2 separate regions of the Mus musculus genome follow, and region 2 is linked to region 1. Evidence: chromatin contacts called from public HiChIP or PLAC-seq data. All regions are on one chromosome and are shown on one strand. The core of a region is the stretch at or near the end of the contact, and the rest is flanking DNA. Distances in the headings are between cores, read along the strand shown. Region 1 holds the start of LTO1 (ABCE maturation factor). Region 2 has its middle 20 kb from the start of Gm46023.

Region 1 (2,700 bases), core at 156-2,655:
CTCGAACTCAGAAATCTGCCTGCCTCTGCCTCCGAAGTGCTGGGATTAAAAGAAGACCTTTGCCACCGCACCTGGCCTCCTTTTTCTTTTTGTGGTTAACTTTTTACTTGGTGTAGACTCTTCTGATGAGCAGTGTGAGCAGCGTGAGCAGAGTGTGAGGGACTCACTTTATTTTCCTGAGAAACCATACTTGCCTGTCATGGCGAGTGCTCACTGCTCTATCCTTCCTGAAGTTTGTGATTTTATTTTTATCACGGAAGTTTTACTCCTAGGAGACATTCTAGGCTGTTCTCCAGGCTTATCTCTTCTTCAGTCAACATGCCATCATGTTCATCACCAGACTCAAACTTCTCTCTTCTGTCTGACACAGTAGTTCTCATTTTCAAAAAGCATTTTGTTATAGTTAAGGATTCATTTGCACAGATGAAATTCAGTTCAAGTGGCGTGTTTACTTATTCAGCCCTCCATCAATTACAGTGTTGTATCTCTGGTCTCTTTTATACAGGAGCTGATTAACTTGTTAGCAATTGTTGCCTAAGGAACTTACTGTACTGTGGAATACTCTTTAAAACTATACTTTGGAAGGTATCTCTGATGGAAATGATGAGAAAACTAACTTCAATTTCTGCTGTTTGAAGAGTGGGTGCCTGTGAGATTGGAGCGCTTGGACAAAGTGGCTCCTCCTGCCGGCCAGCCCTTCGGAACCACCTGATACTTGACTGTGTATGAAATACTTCAGTTTTGCTTTAAATACTGGCAGCAAGTGCTAGCGTTCGGGGTTGGGGATTTAGCTCAGTGGTAGAGCGCTTGCCTAGCAAGCGCAAGGCCCTGGGTTCGGTCCTCAGCTCTGGAAAAAAAAAAAAAAAAAAAAAAAGACAAAATAACAAAAAGACCAAAAAAAAACAAGGTAACTGGCACACACAACCTTTTTCATTTTCAAAGACCCCCCCCCAAGGGCATTTTCATGTCTGGGGGCAATATTTATTATCTGCCCTTTAGGATATCGCAGTATCAAATCGTTTCCAGCCCTCAGGGAGGGTCCGGTGCAGTGTACAGATGCGGTGATTGACAGTCCGGTGACAGCAGAGGATGCCGGATACTCCTCCCTCCTTGAAGCCTGCCCCTTGGGCCCTTCCTCCATTTCCTGGGAACGCCCCTGTGCCAGATCTTTGGTAACTTTTCTCATTTCTTTAAGACCCACGTTTGTGAATTCGGTCCCATCTGTTTGGATTTTGAAAATAAAAGCAGGGTTCGTCTGGACACCGCGAGCGACCCAGACGACGTGCCCCAAGCGACCTGACCCGCCCCACCCACCACGGAGCGAGCGGTACCAAGGAGGAGGAGCAAGGCTTCCCTCGGGCTAGCCCCGCCCATGTAGCATCTACCCATGCGCAGTGGGATGGGCTTTTTTTTTTTTTTTGGCTTCTTTAGCTTGCCGTCCTTACCCGCCCTGCTCCGCGCGGCATACACGGAAGTGTCTTCTTCATTCTGACAATCCGGGCGTTTGTGATCGCGTCTCGCCAGTTGGCGATTACTACACAGAATGAAAGGAATGCGAGGGCCGGGGGAGAGCCGAGACACCGCCATGGCCGTGGAGCAGGACATATTTGACGCCGTCGTGATGGCGGATGAGAGGTGGGCAGAGAGACCCGGCTCCGCCCCGCCCCGGCAGCTGCTGGGCAGTCCTCGGGGATACCCGCCTTCGCCATCTGCGAGCTGCCACTTTTTCTTGTCCTTTAATTGCCGCACATACGGCGGTATTCATGGGTCTGCTGATGGATATGTCGGGCAGGCCCCTTTGGATCCTGAAAAGTCCCCAGGGAACGCCTGGGCGGGACGGTGGCCCAGGTCATCTTGGCCTCTCCAGGCTGGCTGCTCATTGTGGGTTGGGTACCTCCCCGGGTGACTGCTCAGGCTCGGTTTAGGGAGTCGGGTCCTGGCAGATGCCCACGCCCCCAAATGGGGAGCTGTTCACTGCCTCACATGGGGGCTTCCAGAACATTCCTTCAACAGCGCCGGCAGCAATTTATTGCCAGTTTGAGGGTTGAACTCTTAGACACAATAATACCCACCTACCCAGAGCATCCCAGTGGTGGCATACTGTCTTGATCTTGGGGACATTTTCTGTACCTCTACAGAGGTGTGAGGAGTCCTGGGTGCTTGGAGTGTTTTAGAAACAAACAGGTTGAGTTATGATGGCATGTAGGCTCAGATGCACCTACCCTCACACCTACATTTTCAAAAGTAGATTCCTAGTGTGTTCCGAGCTTGCTTGAGTTTGTATCTTTACATTTTCCTTGTGGGTTCTGGTGCTCGGCTGGGTTTGGTAGTCATCTGTGTAGCCTACCTACAGTTACAGATGATAACCTGGCTTTCTAGGGGTTGGGGCTGTAGTTCAGTTAGTAGAGTGTTTGCCACAGAATGTAGCCCATATGTATCAGGGCTCCTCTTGGAGATGGTGGCACACACCTGTAATCTCAGCATTCAAGAGCTAGAGGCAGGGCTGCTTGAATTGGAGGCCAGCCTTGGCTGCACAGTGAGATACTGCCTCAAAAATGGGACTAATGGGCACAGTAATGGGCCAGGGTGTAGAAGAGCTAGACCTAGAAGCTGTATTCTGTGACTTGAGTTTTAAGCTTTTCCTACTACCCAGACTGCTGGGTCCAGTGGGATCTGGATAATACAAGGCAGGAAGAGGTA
Region 2 (2,700 bases), core at 177-2,676, 170 kb after region 1:
TCAAAACTCATGAGGACACTGGGAGACGAGTCCTAACATCAGCCTCACTTCACAGGAGATGAAACAGAAGGTTATGTGGAGGTGACTCGAACCCAGGCCTAAAGAGAACTGACTCACCTGAGACTCTGCCTGTCCAACAACGCTCAGTACATCCCTGGGAACCCTCAGCAGGGCCCTCAAAAGCCTAGGGACTGCAGGCCTCTACTCACACCCTCACCCTGAACAGGCCTCAATGTGCATGGGAAACACAAGTCCATGGAAGTCTCCTGAATGGTCAGGTACCCTTTGAGTGTCTGACATTTCAGGGCTCCTGCACACCTGACACAAACTCGCACTGATAAATGAGGGGGAGAAAAGAGGGGTCTGCATACAGGAGTTGAGGTGCCAGGAGTTCTAGGAGCCCCAAGACTATAGTAAGATTGACACAGGACACAGCTAGACTTGTGCAGTGTACACCCTGTACAGTGATTGGTACCTACAGGACCCAACAGGCCTGAGAATGGACAGGGCAGGAGACCCTCACAAACTCCACAGACCCATAACCTCAGATTCTGGAGAGACATGTTGGTTCTTTGAGCTTCTTGACAGCCTGATATGGGCAGAATGGGGTTGATATGCACACTGGGCTGTGGGGAAGTGGGGCCCAGACAGATACGCATATGGGCCCCTTTGTGGGCTAGTGTCTTGAGGCTGGCAAGTAGTATTGGGTAAGCAGGGCCCCTGGAGCCTTGGCTGTACCTCACTCATGATATGTGGTCAGCGAGACTTTGGGCATCTTTGGAGTTAGTCCTGTGTGTTCCACAGCCATACCTATTCTGGCAATGCAGCGAAGGTCCTTGGTCTCTAAGTACCATACACCAGAGTAAGCAATATAGCCCTGTCTGTCTGTCTCTCTCTCTTTTCTCTCTCTTCTCTCTCTCTCTTCTCTCTCTCTATCTCTCTCTGTCCTCTCTCCTCCCTCTCTCCTCTCTCTCTCTCTCTCTCTCTCTCTCACACACACACACACAAATGTAAAATAAAATTAAATAATTAAAAGTAGCTAGGGTATCTTCTAACATCTCTGTAAACCCAGTCCAGCACTGACCCCAGCACCCACCTTCAGAACTGCCACCTCTACCCGCTGTGACAGTTCTGCTGCTGGCATGGACACTCCCAGCTGGGTGGACTGCAATATTCATGCCTCATGTCTCTGAGTAACTTCTGCCTTCTATGCCTACTTCATGGAAGAGGAAACCATGGCTGCAAGAAGTTGAGTCATTTGCCTGCTGGCACAGCTAGGATTTGAGTCAAGCCCTGTGACTTGGAGAGAGAACTTTGTCAACTCTCAGTCCCATGTGGCTTCTAACTGGCCCGGCCTGGTACCCTGCATGGGAGACAACCCAGCTGTCTCTCAGCAGTCGATGTGACTTCAGGGTGGGTTGTACTCACAGGATGTGGTACCAACCAGATGTGGAAATAACAAGCTGTCTTCACAGTCCCAATATGAGCATATCTTGTAGACATTCTGCTTGGAAGATAGATGCCAGACGGTAACAACACCTCATGTGGCTCAGCTGAGTTGGCCCAGGAAGAACAGCTGCAGTTAAATAGGTGATTGTGTGGTTACAGTGCCTGCTGCATGTAGGAGAGGCCTAGGACCACATTTGTGTCCTCTGAGTTTTTGGTGTGAGCATTGGCCATTCACATTTGCTTGAGCTGTCCAGGCAGCAGCTCAGATTCGACTTCTTCTGCATCTGAGAGGTTGTCACCAAAGCGCTTGGTACTTACATGTCTGATTCTAACAAAGGGGGTAGGCATCTCTTCTACACCTGCACTTTGTCTTGTCCTTTGGATACCCTGGCTCTCTTGGCATCCCAGTCTGGAATCATCAGGTCAGGGAACTACTCAGCTTCCATAGCCCACAGCTCAGAGTAGAGTCTTATCTGTATCTGAGGAAATCTGACTGACACAGCCATGTTTCATGATGCACACCTGTCAAGATTCACCAAGGGTCTTGTTCCACAGAAAAGTGTGAGGCCCACAGCTCCTTCTGCCTTACCCACATCACAGTTCACTCTGGTAAAAATGCAGGCCTGACACAGTCAAGCTCTTTGCCTTGAGACCAAGGAAAAGGGGAAGTGCCTATGTGCTTTAACTTCCAGTTAGCACTAAACTAGAGATCCTGGCCATTGCAATAAGACAAACAAGGGGAGGGGGGCTTCCAGAATAGTGAAGAGCTCAGAAGCAAACAGAATCTTATTTGATCAGTAGCAAAAACTAGAATAACTTTAATATTAGGTATTGCATTTAGAATAGCACCACTCTCCAAACAAAACAAAACAAAACAAAACAAAAACCAAAAAAAAAACCCAAAACAAAAACCAAACAAACAAAAAACAAAAAAAAAAAACAACAAAAAAAAAACAACTCCATAGGACTAATCTAAGAAAAAACAGCCAAGAATCCATCCTGAAAACTATGGAACACGCCAGAGATGAGTTCCACATGTAATGGAGACTCACTATTAAGATGTCTATTGTCTTCAAGTTTGTAGATTCAACCCAATCCCAGTAAAAACCGAAGAGTTAAGCCTCAGGTTTATCTGGAATGTAAAGATCTAAAACATTTTTTAAATTAGCAAGCAAGAACAGGACTGAGGAGATACCTCCATGATTAATTAATGCTCTTGAACCATGAGTGTGAGGATGGGAGTTTGGATAT

What was found. HiChIP or PLAC-seq counts read pairs in DNA pulled down with a chosen protein or histone mark.
Region 2: an H3K4me3 HiChIP or PLAC-seq map of bone marrow-derived macrophages shows a contact between it and region 1, with 2.4 times the contacts expected there. The contact joins the enhancer-like site here to the promoter of LTO1 in region 1. A contact is called at or near these places in 1 of 39 promoter capture datasets (liver), 5 of 484 Hi-C or Micro-C datasets (the AML12 cell line, bone marrow-derived macrophages, embryonic stem cells and 1 more), 10 of 115 datasets of contacts at active chromatin or transcription factors (the SCID.adh cell line, bone marrow-derived macrophages, double positive thymocytes and 4 more) and 2 of 9 other capture datasets (adipose tissue and liver).

The regions. Positions count from the first base shown.
Region 1 is chr7:144,913,695-144,916,394 of GRCm38.p6, forward strand. It overlaps LTO1 (ABCE maturation factor), which reads left to right and starts at 1,406. Exons shown (of 4, transcript NM_001357869.1): 1 at 1,406-1,635. The coding sequence starts at 1,544. Bc1 (brain cytoplasmic RNA 1) reads left to right here and starts at 776. Exons shown (of 1, transcript NR_038088.1): 1 at 776-929.
Region 2 is chr7:145,088,170-145,090,869 of GRCm38.p6, forward strand. No RefSeq gene overlaps it. Among named protein-coding and RNA genes, the nearest start is that of Gm46023, 20 kb to the left of the region's middle. Within about 2 kb of position 1,427, at least 69 of the 459 cell types and tissues checked have an H3K27ac peak or open chromatin away from gene starts, as enhancers often do. A contact at or near this core is called in bone marrow-derived macrophages, double positive thymocytes, liver and 2 more, where this site is marked.